Regions from separate parts of the Mus musculus genome. Here region 1 is linked to region 2. Evidence: chromatin contacts called from public HiCAR-type data. All regions are on one chromosome and are shown on one strand. The core of a region is the stretch at or near the end of the contact, and the rest is flanking DNA. Distances in the headings are between cores, read along the strand shown. Region 1 has its middle 190 kb from the start of Gm25090. Region 2 has its middle 81 kb from the start of Gm25090.

Region 1 (6,761 bases), core at 4,028-6,527, 280 kb after region 2:
AAATAAGGGCATGTGACACTCCCTCGTGGAGGAGAAGTTGTGAGGAAAATGATAAAATGGACACAGAAATAGCAAACCATCTAGGGAAACAGAATCTAGATGATGTTGTGTAGTACGTGTCTGTCTGTCTGTATCTGTATCTATCTGTGTTTCTGTCTGTGTATATAGGTGGAGGAGTGAGAGAGTTGTGGTTTAAAGAATTATTCTCTCATATGATTGTGGAAACAAACAAGTCCAAAGTTTCAGAGTATTCCAAAGATCCTGGTAGCCTGGAAACAAGGAATAGCTGAAATTAGTAGCCAAATCTAGTCAGCTAGCAGAAGCCCTTCTTCTTCAGGGAATGCCAGTCTTTTCCTTAAGATCTTTAACTGGTTCGATGGGACCCATCACACGATAGAGGCTAATCTGTTTACTCAAAATGTCTTGGTTTGACTTCAATTTATCCAAGGTAAAACAAAGCAATCAAAAATAAAAGAGCTCACATAAACACATCGAGTTATTCAAATATCTGGCTAACAAGACATAGAAAAGTTGTCCCACTGAATATAACCACTAGCTGAGGAGGCGGTGGAACACTTGGCTAGTGGGGATAAGACTCTAAATTAAACCCCTAGTACCACAAAAATGACCATTGTCAATATCAGTCAAGCTGATGATTGAGGGAAGTAAGTGTGCAGAAGCAGGATGTTAAAGGTTTTCAGCCTTACAAGCTCTGGGTTTGACACTTTCTTCCCCCCAAAATGGCTATAATATAGGATCTGTAATAGCTCTCTCTTAGATGTGATTCTACAAATCTACTCTTCACTTAAATGATATTATCTTCTGTGTACCAGGAACTGTTTTAGATGCTGACGATACAGTGGTAAACAAAAGTGACCAATGTTAATTATCACTTGTTTGTGGACAAGAACCATCAAGATTAAGGAAGAGAGAGTTGGGCATAATATACTTGACATAATCCCAAATGCAGTCATCAAAGCAAAGGGGGAACTCTGTGTATTCAATACTGCTGAAGCTCTTTGTCTCCTGGGCCATCACCCATGGAGATAATGTCTTCTAACTGTGAAGAGCTGGTCCCAGATGTTCTACGGGAATATTATCAGCATCACTCTGAGGTGCACTGATTGCAGCAAGAGCACAGATGCAAGAGGAGAAGTGTTCTCTCACAATCTTATGCTTCCTTTTGCTTTTTCTGTATGATCCCTAGCCTCTGCAATATCTTCAATGGCAGGAGGAATCACAAGTATAAAGTCAGTAAGAACTGGATATTGTAACAGAAAACTATCAATTCCCTTTGATTAAGGACAACAGAAGTCACCTCTTCCTTCAAATACTGGTTTTCACTGACTCAAGGGAGGTTTACTATGTGATGATCAATTTGAGACATGAACTTTTAAAATTGTATCATGACCATCTGCATGCATCCATGGAGAAATATAGCTGTAAGAAAGGCTGAATGTTTGGAGTTCAGCAAGAACTAGAGGAGGCACCCATGACTTCTCTACACCCCTATTGTCTGGATCTTCATTATAATGCTACACTCGACTTCAGAGAAGACTGGAATGTCCAGCCTTGCTCTCCAAGAAAGAATAAACTCATAGGTAGTCCTCTGATCATGTCTGTCATGGGAGAAAATGTTGCTGTAAGTAGAGAGATTTGGGCAGAAGAGACAACAGCAGTCAGCAGGAAAATCAGAAACAAGTTGAAGCTTAGTGTCCTTAGTTGAAGCAAGTTGACCTTAGTCACCAGGAGTGCTAAGGCGACAGCCATGATGTCCTCAGGAAATTGACTTTGAAGTGAGCAGAAAGCCTATGAGAAAGGTGCAGGAGCCCTGATAGCATTTGCACTGGATGCGACTATTCCCAGTCTCTACAGATGCAGATGGTGAGGTCATTTAGTTTGTGTTTATCCACATCAGTGACAAGGAAGAGTAGAAAGCAGCAGAACAGTAGATGGTACGTCTGAGACACAACACAGTGGGGCTGTGGTTAGCTGATACTGCATTTCTTATTCATTCCCTGACTGTGGCTCATCCAAGAAGCTGGGACATGTAGTTCTTTGTGTAGAGCCAAGGCCTCATTGACTTTCCCGCTGTCCATGTCATCATGTCTACTGTCATCCTCATTCAGCTCATGTATAGAGAGACATGTTGGTGAAATTGTATGGCTGTAGTAGTTTCAGACGTTCCTAAAAGACAGTCTCACAGAAAACTCCCTGCCTCTCTGGCTCTTCCATTCTTTCCAGTCCCTCTTCTCCAACGTCCCTGAGCCTTCAGTGACAGAGTGGTTTGGTAGATGTATCAATTAGGGCTGAGCTCCAAAACTCTGCATTTTGATCAATTGTGGTTTTCTGTGATAGCATTCATCTGTTGTAAAGAGAACTTTCCTTAATGAGGGATGAAGACTGCTTATCTGTAGATACAAGGACAAATATTTAGAATGTAGTTAGGGACCATGCTGGCTTAGTAAAGTGGTAGTTGTAAGTTCTCATCCAAGATTCATAACTTCACTAGCCTTGAGTAGTTGGGTAGGTTTGCAGTATCAGGAAAGATTTGTCTCTTATTGAGCAGTTCTTAAATCCAATTAGAGAGCTGTTAGTTACTGTCAAGGTATGCATGTCACTACCATCCTGTTAGGGTCCTAGTGCTTTGCTGGTCATTGTTGTGCTTCACAGGCATCTTCTCTGGGCAGGACCGTTGGTTCCTTTCCTCTTATGTAAGAATTCACGGCACCTTCTGGTACCATGAAAGCTAGTCCGCAAGGAGGAGGCTCTCCAGTCAGAAATCATGGCACTTATAAACAGCTATATCAACTGCTCCATTTTATTCATAACCATACCTAGCCACCATTCAGTGTGAGAATGCACAGATAGATCCTTACAGGAGCCTCTCGTGCTAATCCAACTGCATAGGTCTAACTGTGCTTGGGGCCAAAACCCTTCTCTCTACAAACAAGATGACAGTGTCACTTTGATGAGACGAGGGCAACACAAGGACCTTTCCATTTTAAATTAGGCTGACAGGGAGCTCAGTTCATCTAAACCCTACCCCTCCTCCTGCTTCTATTTATCATTGATGTGTTGAAGTTCTCATCTGGCAATGGATAAAATAGTTGATCACAAATGAATTAGATATCAATTAATTTCTAAAGGAAAGCTAATGGGCATTTAAGAAGAGAATTTAATGTCTCATTTACTCTCTATAGCTATCTTGTTAAATGCCAATTAAGTATCTAAATATTTCCTACAAGCTTAATGAATTATAATAAGTGATAAGAGGTTGCCACTTTTTCCTAAGAATCTTGTATATTAGTCTTCCAGAACAAAAATAGTAGATTTTTTCCTTGTCCTATTTATGATATAGATATAAAAGCTAGAGATGATCTTAATTGCCATTAGTTATCTTATTTAGCAATGAAGAATAAAATTTAATGTCAATTCTGAATATAAGAAAAAAATATCAAAATGTACTTATAGAGAAACATGAATAGCAGAATTACTTTAAAAATGAGGTGGCCACATTGGTCTTGCAAACTTTATATGCCTCAGTACAGGGAAATGCCAGGGCCAAGAAGTGGGAGTGGGTGGGTAGGGGAGTAGGGGGGGAGGGAATGGGGGACTTTTGGGATAGCATTGGAAATGTAAATGAAGAAAATATCTAATAAATAAAAAAAGGAAAAAATGAGGTGGCCTGTGTTAAAATATTACCTATGAAATCATTTCTAAATACAAGGACAGTGAGTATATTCATAGACTATCACATGAACCAATGGACATTTGGTTGTTGTTGGCATGGGTCACAGAAACCTAAAGCCTGAGTTGGCCAGGAACTGCATCTCAAGAAACACAATGGGAACGTTACAGAGGGCCTGGCCTGGGCTCTGGCCTTCAGCATCGTTTCAGTCCTTCTGGAAGAATGCACAAAACCCAGGTCTATGCCTCCAGACTTGGACACTTAAAAGTATTCCACAGGACTGGGGAGATCAGGAGAGCCCTGGGCAGCATGGAATGCTAATTAATGTCAAGAGAGGGTTTCAGTCCATGGCAAGAGATGCAGATAGCAATAAGAGACAGTGCCTGGAAGTGGAGTCTGGTGTTTGTAGGTGGAGGCAGGAAACAGAAGCCAGTAAAGCCTTTGCCTGAGCAGTGCAAAGTTTCTGAGAAGTCTTCTCTGTCGTAAGTCACCGTGGGTGGCATTCAGATCAGACCTGATGGAAGTCACTCTGTACACAAAGCAACTCTTCATGAAGTGCAGTTTAGAATCAAGCAGCCTGAAGCTTGAGGCTCTGCTAAGCACATATGTGCCTATGAGTTTAGGGAAATACTAACTCCAGAGTCTGTTTCTCTGTCTACGAAATGGGAAGAGTATAGCCTACTTAGGAAGATTGGTAAAGAATGAATGTGCAGATGCAGAACACGTGTTTAGCATGCACACAGGGACTTGGGTCCAGGTCTCAGCACCTCTGAAAGACAAAGAGGAGGGACAGAGGTAGGGAGAGAGATTGTTTAAAGCACAAAATATAGCTGCCAATCAGCACATACCCAGTAGGTACCATAGTAATTAGGGTGAAATAATGATGATGATGATGATAACGACGACTACGATGATGATAGCATTGATGAGGAGGTCACTTTATTTCTGTCTCCAAGCTGAGAACCACATATTTTTTTATTAGATATTTTCTGCATTTACATTTCAAATGCTATCCCAAAAGTCCCCTATACCCTCCTGCCTGCCCTGTTCCCTTACCCACCCACTCTCACTTCTTGGCTCTGATGTTCCCCTGTACTGGGGCATATAAAGTTTACAAGACCAAGGGGCCTCTCTTCCCAGTGATGGCCGACTAGGCCATCTTCTGCTACATATGCAGCTAGAGACACAAGCTCGGGGGTACTGGTTAGCTCATATTGTTGGAGAACCACATATTTGATGACTTTTCCTTCCTAGTACAAGTTACTTCAGTTACTGTTTTCTGGAAAGATACACAAACCCCGTGCAGAGGGTCTCTGTGCCTTTTCTGTTGGTGGAGCTGCCTCATGTAATCTTTCCATCAGGATTAGAGAAAGGAACACACACTCACACACACACACACACACACACACACACACACACACACACACACACACACACACACACACATTGAAGGAACTCTCAGTGATTAGCCTAGCAAGAACTACTTCTCAACAATTTTTTTGGATCCAAACACACATTATCAGGCCAGGAGGCCTCTCTTGGCTGGGGATAGGGATTGCAAATACCTCCTTGGTTCCCAAGGACAGCTCTGCTGTTCAATGAGGCCATTCATTCCAGCCCCACACAATTACTGTCGCTTACACAAACAGTTATGGGGCATTCAGATGACAAATGTCAGGCAGCCATTCAAGTCACGTTTTTTTGAGAAATATTTTTATTACAGGAAGATACTCATGATGTAGCATTTTAAAAGGTGGGGGAAGCAGGAAGCAAATCAAAAGCAGCAGCGACAATTAGGAGGGAAATGAAGCCTCCTTCCTCCCACCTTAAGACTCACCCCGGCAAAACAGCATTCTGGGGGAAAACAAGACAGAGATCCAACAGATTCCAAATAAACTGACCAGCATCATGCACTTGCATAAAGGTGCATAAAAAACAGTTGGCTATTAGGACAGGAGTTTCACTGATCATCATACATGAATAATTCCTAAAAAATCCTTCCAGTAAATTTCCTCCAAAGCCAAACTCCGTCCAGTATTTGGCTGACCTATTCCTCCCTCTGGTTTTTTTTTTTTCAGTGCCTTAGCATACTCTAACTGATGCCACTCTCTTCTTGCTTCCCATATCTCTCTTTCCTCACTTCTGTTCCTATCTCTTCTCCATGCATCTCCCAATGTGTGGGAAAAGAAGCACTTGAGCCCCAAAGCTTGTGTCTGAAGCCTGCCTGTAAAATGCCTCACTGTATAATCACGGGTAAATTTCTTAGTCTCTTGGTATCTCTGTTCAACCCCCAGAAAATGGGAAAATTAGTGATGCCATCTCATAGTGTGCTTTTAAGATCAATGATGAGCTTATAGGAATTACATAGACTATTGTAAATATTGGCCATCATTTTTATTGCCCTTCTGTGGGCTCACTGACCTTCTCTTGGCTTCTTCAAATTCCATTCTACCCACAGTAATAACATTTCTTGCAATAAGAAAGAGGAGGGATTGTTTGCAGATAATTGTAACTTAGCTCACATTTGAATCTCGTCATACTGCATAGGAAAATCTCTGAACAGCAATACCATGATAGGTTAAACAATGAATCCCACAAAAGGCTACATCCTAATCCTACAACAGTGTGAACATGCTCCCTTAAAAGGCAGGAAAAATGGGCTTAAGGACCTTAGTATGGTGGACAGAGTGTCATCTGAAGTCCTCCTAAGTAGGGAAAGAGAGATGTGGCAGAGTAATGATTCAAAGTTGGGGTGATGACAGGTTGTAGGGAATCAGGAGCCAAGGATTATGGAAAGACGACAAAAGTTAGAAAAACTTAGCTGTGGATTCTCTCTGGGTCACACAGAAGGAACTAGGCCAGCCAGTACCTCAACTATTGACCCTTAGGTACATTTTCAGACTTCTCACCTATATAATTATAATATGGTGAGTTGATTTATGGTAATTTGTTAGAGCAACAGCAATTAATTAATGAAGCAAAAACAAAACAAAAATTATCATATTAACCACAATGGATTCATGACAGACTTTAGTTTTCTTCTTTTTAAGGCTATCTTTGACTCTTAAAA
Region 2 (6,667 bases), core at 1,335-3,834:
TTGGGCTCTACACTGAGATGAGACTGGGAACTCACCCATGACTACAGGCCCCAGCGGGCCTTATTGTCTTCCTTCCATCCATCCATCCATCCATCCATCCATCCATCCAGGTTTTTTCTCCTTCCCCCACCTATCCTCTTAACAAACCAGCCACCCTTCTATCAAGCCATGCATGTGCCCTGATATCTATCCCACTATTCTCATGCATCCATCACTAATATAATCTATTAAGATGTATTATGGAGGCTTGCTGTATGCCAAGGTCGCTTTTTGATGCTGAGAATACAGCAGTGAGCATGAGAAAAAGTCTCAGCCCCTACATCCAAATGACAGTGTCTCAGCATCAAGAAGTCACTTGATGACACAGGGAAGGGGGGAAAGAACTGGCTGTGCTATTCCTGGGGTAACAGATTCCCTTCATCCTTTGCCTTGATCTATCCACATCCTCGTGGAGCCACCCCGCAACCCCCATGCAGATGTCTGCTCACAATGTCTGTGTCTTCCTGGATAGCAACAGATCTTCGAAATCACTGATGTACACACACCTCCACAATACGGACCTACAACTCTCTAAATTCCTGTGTGCACTCGTGTCAATTCACACCAAGCACATGCTCTAATACATGAGTCCTGGAGGCACTTATGCACACTCGTAATCCATGTACACGGCCAGGAATACACAGACACACTCACATGTTCACAGTCATTCAAGCACACTGATCTCTGTGCATAACTGCATATAAATATGTACACCCAGGTTAGGTGCAGGTAGGATTGCTATGTCTCCAGGGCATATGGACCCATATAGCCACACTCAGGTCACGTGTACACACTCCATGTACATGCCCTTGACACCACCACCACCACCACCCCCGCCAACCAAAGCCCTCACACCCTCTCAGAGCCCCATCCCGTCCTGGAAAATTATCCATACCTCTGACAGGAGAATGGGTTACAAATGCGGCCATGGAGCTGTTTTGACACTTTTGATGAATAACATTCAATACTATTAATTAGAACAATTGCTTTTCATTTAACTAAATCACGGGAATTGCTAAACTAAATTGAAACGGAATGTAATTTTGCCTCGCACTGCTTTAATATGGGCCTCTAAATGTCTTCTCCCTGAAGGATTAGTAACTTAATCACCCACCAGTGATAACTGCTTCCCAGGCTCAGCTGGGAGGTTTCCTGCTCAGGAAAAGACTGGCTGAGAACAGGCTAGGGGCCCTGCGGCAGCTCCTCCTGCCCCTGGCTTCCTCTCTCTGAATTATTCATCATCAGGATGTCACTTTCTCCCTCCTCTTGGTCCAGCCTGACCCTCAGAGACAATTTCCATCTTCAGTCATCCTGGTCCTGGATGTGTAATTCGTCCTGTGTCTGATGTCCTGAGAGCCTGACTGTGGGCTCGCATTCCATCTCTGCCCTCTCCAAGCCTAGTCGAGTCTCTCTATCCTTAGTACAGATCCTGGCATCCTGGGATCACTTAGCTCCTGGAGGAAGTACAGAGCCTGGTTTAGGATGCAGTGGCTCATTGACAGGGGCCAGAAAAATCTCCCTGAACTGCTTGGGAGAGTGGGGATTGGCTTAGCCTGGTGTGCTGTTCTAGGGTGACCAACTGTTTCAGACTGCATGGGAGGGCTTTCCAAGACAGTCTCTAGCAAATCAAAACTGGCTATGGGACTATCTGCTTCCAGCTAGGAACAATCCTTCATGTTTATCTGGCTGTATGCTAGCTACTGGGCATACATTATTTCATTTATATTTTGGAACAATTGCATAAGTCTATATCATGTTCACATACATAGTCATCCTGTAATAGAGAAAGCCAAGGCTTAATTTTTAAAAGCCTAACCTAGGCATGACAGCAGTAGTGATAATACGGGTCGCAGCAGCTGGACACCTCTAAGGGTTTGCTTGTGATGAGGCTAGCTTCTCCACCATGGCCATGGAGATATGGGACAGTTGTGTCATTTGAACTGTATCCTTGGCTGAGGCTCACACAGGTGAAGCACAGTGCCAGCGAGTACACACTGCCATTATGGACTCAAGAGGATCTCTCTCCAGCGTCGATTGCATTGACCTGCCTATCAGGCCTCCTGTGTTCTGTCCTCTGGATACATGGGAGTCCCAGGAGAGAGGCTTCCATAGGGCAAGGCTAAATGCAGATTGGAACTGTGAGCTGAAGGTGGCATCATTGTGTATGATTCTCACCTATGGGTGTCCAAACTATGCATGGCTATCCTTTCCCACAGACTCAGTAGGTCTGACTATCACGGAGCCAGTTGTTCATGGGAATCTAAAGTCAACCAACTCTCTGCTGTTCACTGCTTCCATTCAGTGAAATCAATAGTCATTGATTGGACTTGGAGCCTGGGCAGGGCCTGGGGGCTGCCCTTGAGGCTGATTCAACCTCTCACCAACCTGGGTGGAGTAGCTAAGACAGTGTCTCCCTGTGAGTGGACCCTGGGTCAGCAGCCAGAATGTCACCCGGGAATCTGTTAGAAATGGAAACTCCCAGGCCCCACCCAGTCCTTTCCCTAATCAGACATTCTATGGGTGGGACCTGAGAGTCTGCCGTCATAGGCTCTCCAGATCACACAGAGGCAGCTAAAGTTTGAGAAAGGAGGGACAACAGACAGGAGCAGATGAGGCTGTGGAAGCACAGAAGAGGGAAGAGAATGTGAGCTAATGCTTTGGAAGAGGGAGCTGGGTCCAGGCTCGTTCAAATGACACCATTGATCCACAAGACAGAGGCTCTTCTGGTCCTGATGGATGGAATGCTACCCCTGAAGGAGCCGGGGGCTCCCTTTCATCTTTCTTTGCCTCTCCTCTATTTAAGGACCCAAGCCAGCCTGCATCTTGTGGGCCTGAGGATATTTGAGAGGGGTCAGGAGAGATGAGACCTGTCCTCACTCTATAGCTGGCTGCTGGGACAGTGTGTCCCCCACTACTGGACTCTCGCCAGGCCTCAGGCCTCTGCAGTCTTTTAAATGAATCAGACTGCGAAGGCCAAAGCCCCTGGGAGGAACAGGGCGGGCAGAGAGGAGTTATGAAGACAGCTTACCATGGACTGGAGGAGACAGCCTTGGGGGGGGGGGGGGAATCAAACAAACTCTGATGGCTTTCTGCGCAAGCCACTCTTGAGCTGAGGACTCCTGCCAAGGAGAGCAGCTGGGTGTGTTTGCAAAATGATTCTAGGTGCTGGGCTGTGAGACAGGAGAAGGTCCTTATCCCAGCTCAATAAGTACACCATAGCCAGCCCTTTTATGGTTTCCCTGATCTCACAGCACCTGGAGATACTCTTCGCCCAAAGACAGCTGGCTTCTTCGAATTTTCCTGATACAGGCTACATGGACATATTTTAGTGCCTCTGGATTCAGTTTCACCAAACTGATCTTTTCCCAGCTGAGAACCCACACTTTCTCTTATACATCCTGTCCTAGGCCCTGATGTCACCTGAGGGTCTGATACCTCTCGTGTCACCTGAGAAGCCTCCCTAGGTTTTGTCTTTGCCTGGTGACCTGTGGCCTTTGCTGCTCTTGGAGCTTTTCTGTCCTTTTCAGAGTTGATTTCTCTTAGAAGGTGACTCTTGTAAGCGTGTGGGAAAGAGTGCTTGGGTCTCTTCTGCTCCTCTACTGTTGCCAGATTAGACGCTCTCTGTCTCTATACCAATGTCTCCACTCTGGTATCTGTTGCCATCAATTCTGTACAACTCAGGGTGCGAGAGAGCCTGTCCAAATCCAGCCTCATAGGCTCCTGGAACTACTTTACTGTGAGCCATGTTCTTGTATCTGTGACTGGCTACCTTGGGGCTACCACCTACCCTGTGCTATACCCCCAATTCCCTATCATAGGCAAGCAAGTTCATCCAGCATTTACCTGGATACATACAGCCCGAGTCATTAAAACTCAGAAGTTATCCTGTAAAGCAGGTTCCTGGGAGTAAAGTGAAGAGTGGCTGGGCACCTACCTCTGTCCAAGGCCCCTGGGGAGCCACACCGGTTCCTGTTCGTCTTAAGGCAGTAGAAGCACCAACTTGCTTTTCTACCTGTGGTACTAATTGGATAAACCCCCTGGGTCTGAGTCCTTTTCGATGAGCTCAGAAAGCCCAGAAATTCAGAGTACTGATGTTAAAAATTTGAAGAAGTGGACCTTAGAAGAGGAGGCATTTCTCAGGGAGGCTGTGGATAGGGGTGGTTCATTGTCTGGATGTGTGACTCTGAGAAGATTCTGAGAGTCTGGCCTTTAGTTTCACAGTTTTAAGTGAGTCCATGCCATACGACCTTAACCCTTCCCAGGAATTTCCTCATTGGAGGTCATAACTATGTTCTGGCTTCCCAAACTATGTTATTCCACCTGTCATCTTCCCTGTGTCTTATAACCTCTGATGCCTGACACGTGACAGTCTTATGGCTTTTCCCCTCCTGCATCCTCCACCTTGCGGAATGCCGCAGCCGCAGGGATGCCCATCTCAGCACATTGATCTCTCTGACATGCCTTCTTGTCTCAGCTGCCCCCTTTCCTTGCACTTAGCTCTTGAATTTTAACCCTCATTTCTGTGAGTGGCATTTCTGAGCCAAGAACACAAAGACAGCACCTTTTGGCATGGTCAGCTGCCGGGGAGCCGATATGGTCAGATGCAGTCCCTCGAAACATGTTTTCACCTGAACTCTCTGCCTTCCTTTCCCAACAGCTCTCACTTCCCCCCTCACTCTGCTCAAAATAGTTTCACTCAGACTTGGCAATTATGATGTTAATCTACTATCTCTATTTTCTTCTCTTCCAAAAAATCTGATTAACAAGTTCCTGAATTTCCCACCATTTTTTCTTATCAAATGTTTTTTAATTTCACAGACAATATGAAACATACTCTGTAGGCCATTTTTTTTTTTTTGCTCTTCATTTGTTAACCTCTTGTTTGCCGGGGCCCTCGCTGTCATAAGGACCTGTTCCTGCCAAGTCTTCTCTGTGTTCATCTAGATGTGCTTCCTGCCAGGCTCATCTTTCTGTTATCCAGCAGCATCATGTCACCGTGATGTCTGACACTATTCTAGGACAGGGGCTGGAGAGATGCTCAGTGCCTAAGAACCTACTCCTCTTGCTCACTTCCCAGTAGCAAGCAGGGGCAGTCCACAACAGCCCAACTCCTGTTCCTGCTCCTGGATCCAATGCCTCTGCAGATACCATCACATACATGGAACACATGAACACATACATGGAACACATGAACTCATACATGGAACACATGAACTCATACATGGAACACATGAACACATACATGGAACACATAAACACATACATGGAGCACATGAACTCATACATGGAACACATGAACACATACATGGAACACATAAACACATACATGGAACACATGAACTCATACATGGAACACATAAACACATACATGGAACACATAAACTCATGCAGGCACACAACATAGACATAAAATAAAAAAAAACTCCTAAAAATTAATCTAATATAGATAGATGCCTATTTCTCTTACTTCCAATTGGAAGGTGTCTGCTAAGTGTAAGATTTGAACTACACTGTGAATCAGGCCTGGGTAAGCTCTGACTCTGGCATGCCATGGAGAGTAAACCACCCTCCACGTACAAAATTTCTCTGATTTACTCAAGTGTATGTACACTCCCTTTTAGTAGGCTATTACTTTCTTATTTGGCTACTTTGGTACATGGCTTTTAAATATTATTTTTACAAATTAATTTCTAAAGAAGAACTAACTTGGGAATCTAAAAATTCAATGAAAACATTAGAAAATTAGACTACAACAACATATATGGTCCCAGGGACCAAAGCTATAATCAGACATCAAGTAGCTCTGTGAGTTCACCGACGCCTTCATAGGAAGAAGATTGCTACTGGCCATTAGAGGCCATCAGAGGCCATCGAAGGCCATCAGAGGCTGCCATCTCTCTCCTACATTGTAGCAGTAATGGTGAGCATATGGTACCCAACTCTGCTTTATTTTTATTTTTCCTTGAAATTCACGGTGATTGTGCAGCTCCAGTTGCCAGTAGATACGATCAGAAGTGCTTGATGTCATGTCCCACCCCTCCTCTGCCCCTTGCTTTCCCCTTTAGCTCTGTGTGATTGTCTTTGTCTTCGTTCTCCTTGACTTATCCTGACAGTAAGTAGCATCCTTTGGAAGCTATCTGTTAGAGATGAAAAGTTCCTGACATTGGCCTTCCCCACCCCCCGACCCCCGGGACACTTAAGTGAGAGTACATCTAGGTCTGACTTTTAATGTACTAAAATCTGGGGTGTGTGTTTGTTATCACTACTTAATACATCCTCCCAAATATGTAACTTCTCTCTCTGGCAGGTGGAATTTCTGAAATGTGTCTTTGAAAGGTTGTACTTTCACATCTGAGACAGACTAGAGGTAACCAGATCTTCCTGAGCCCATTGGAGTGGGAGTTTAGCATGGTAATTGATTGATATTACTGAGTCTTTTTCCTAACTATGTCTCTTGATCTTTATTTTCCTTTAAATAGGCTAAAGTATGTGGGGGTGAAGAAGCCGGGTAATCTGGCTCACGCCGGCGTACCAGTGCTTTGAGCAAAGGACCATCAGCTGGGATACCCTGATGTTAGCACTCGGGACACTCTATATAACTTGAAGAAGTTCCACAGCACTCACTGCT

Evidence for each region. HiCAR-type assays count read pairs that join an accessible place to other places.
Region 1: a contact with region 2 is called in a HiCAR-type map of fibro-adipogenic progenitors, with 4 times the contacts expected there. The contact joins two enhancer-like sites. A contact is called at or near these places in 13 of 484 Hi-C or Micro-C datasets (adipose-derived mesenchymal stem cells, cerebral cortex, cortical neurons and 6 more) and 2 of 115 datasets of contacts at active chromatin or transcription factors (fibro-adipogenic progenitors and heart atrium).

The regions. Positions count from the first base shown.
Region 1 is chr2:159,329,619-159,336,379 of GRCm38.p6, forward strand. No RefSeq gene overlaps it. Among named protein-coding and RNA genes, the nearest start is that of Gm25090, 190 kb to the left of the region's middle. Within about 2 kb of position 5,278, at least 7 of the 459 cell types and tissues checked have an H3K27ac peak or open chromatin away from gene starts, as enhancers often do. A contact at or near this core is called in fibro-adipogenic progenitors, where this site is marked.
Region 2 is chr2:159,054,712-159,061,378 of GRCm38.p6, forward strand. No RefSeq gene overlaps it. Among named protein-coding and RNA genes, the nearest start is that of Gm25090, 81 kb to the right of the region's middle. Within about 2 kb of position 2,585, at least 11 of the 459 cell types and tissues checked have an H3K27ac peak or open chromatin away from gene starts, as enhancers often do. A contact at or near this core is called in fibro-adipogenic progenitors, where this site is marked.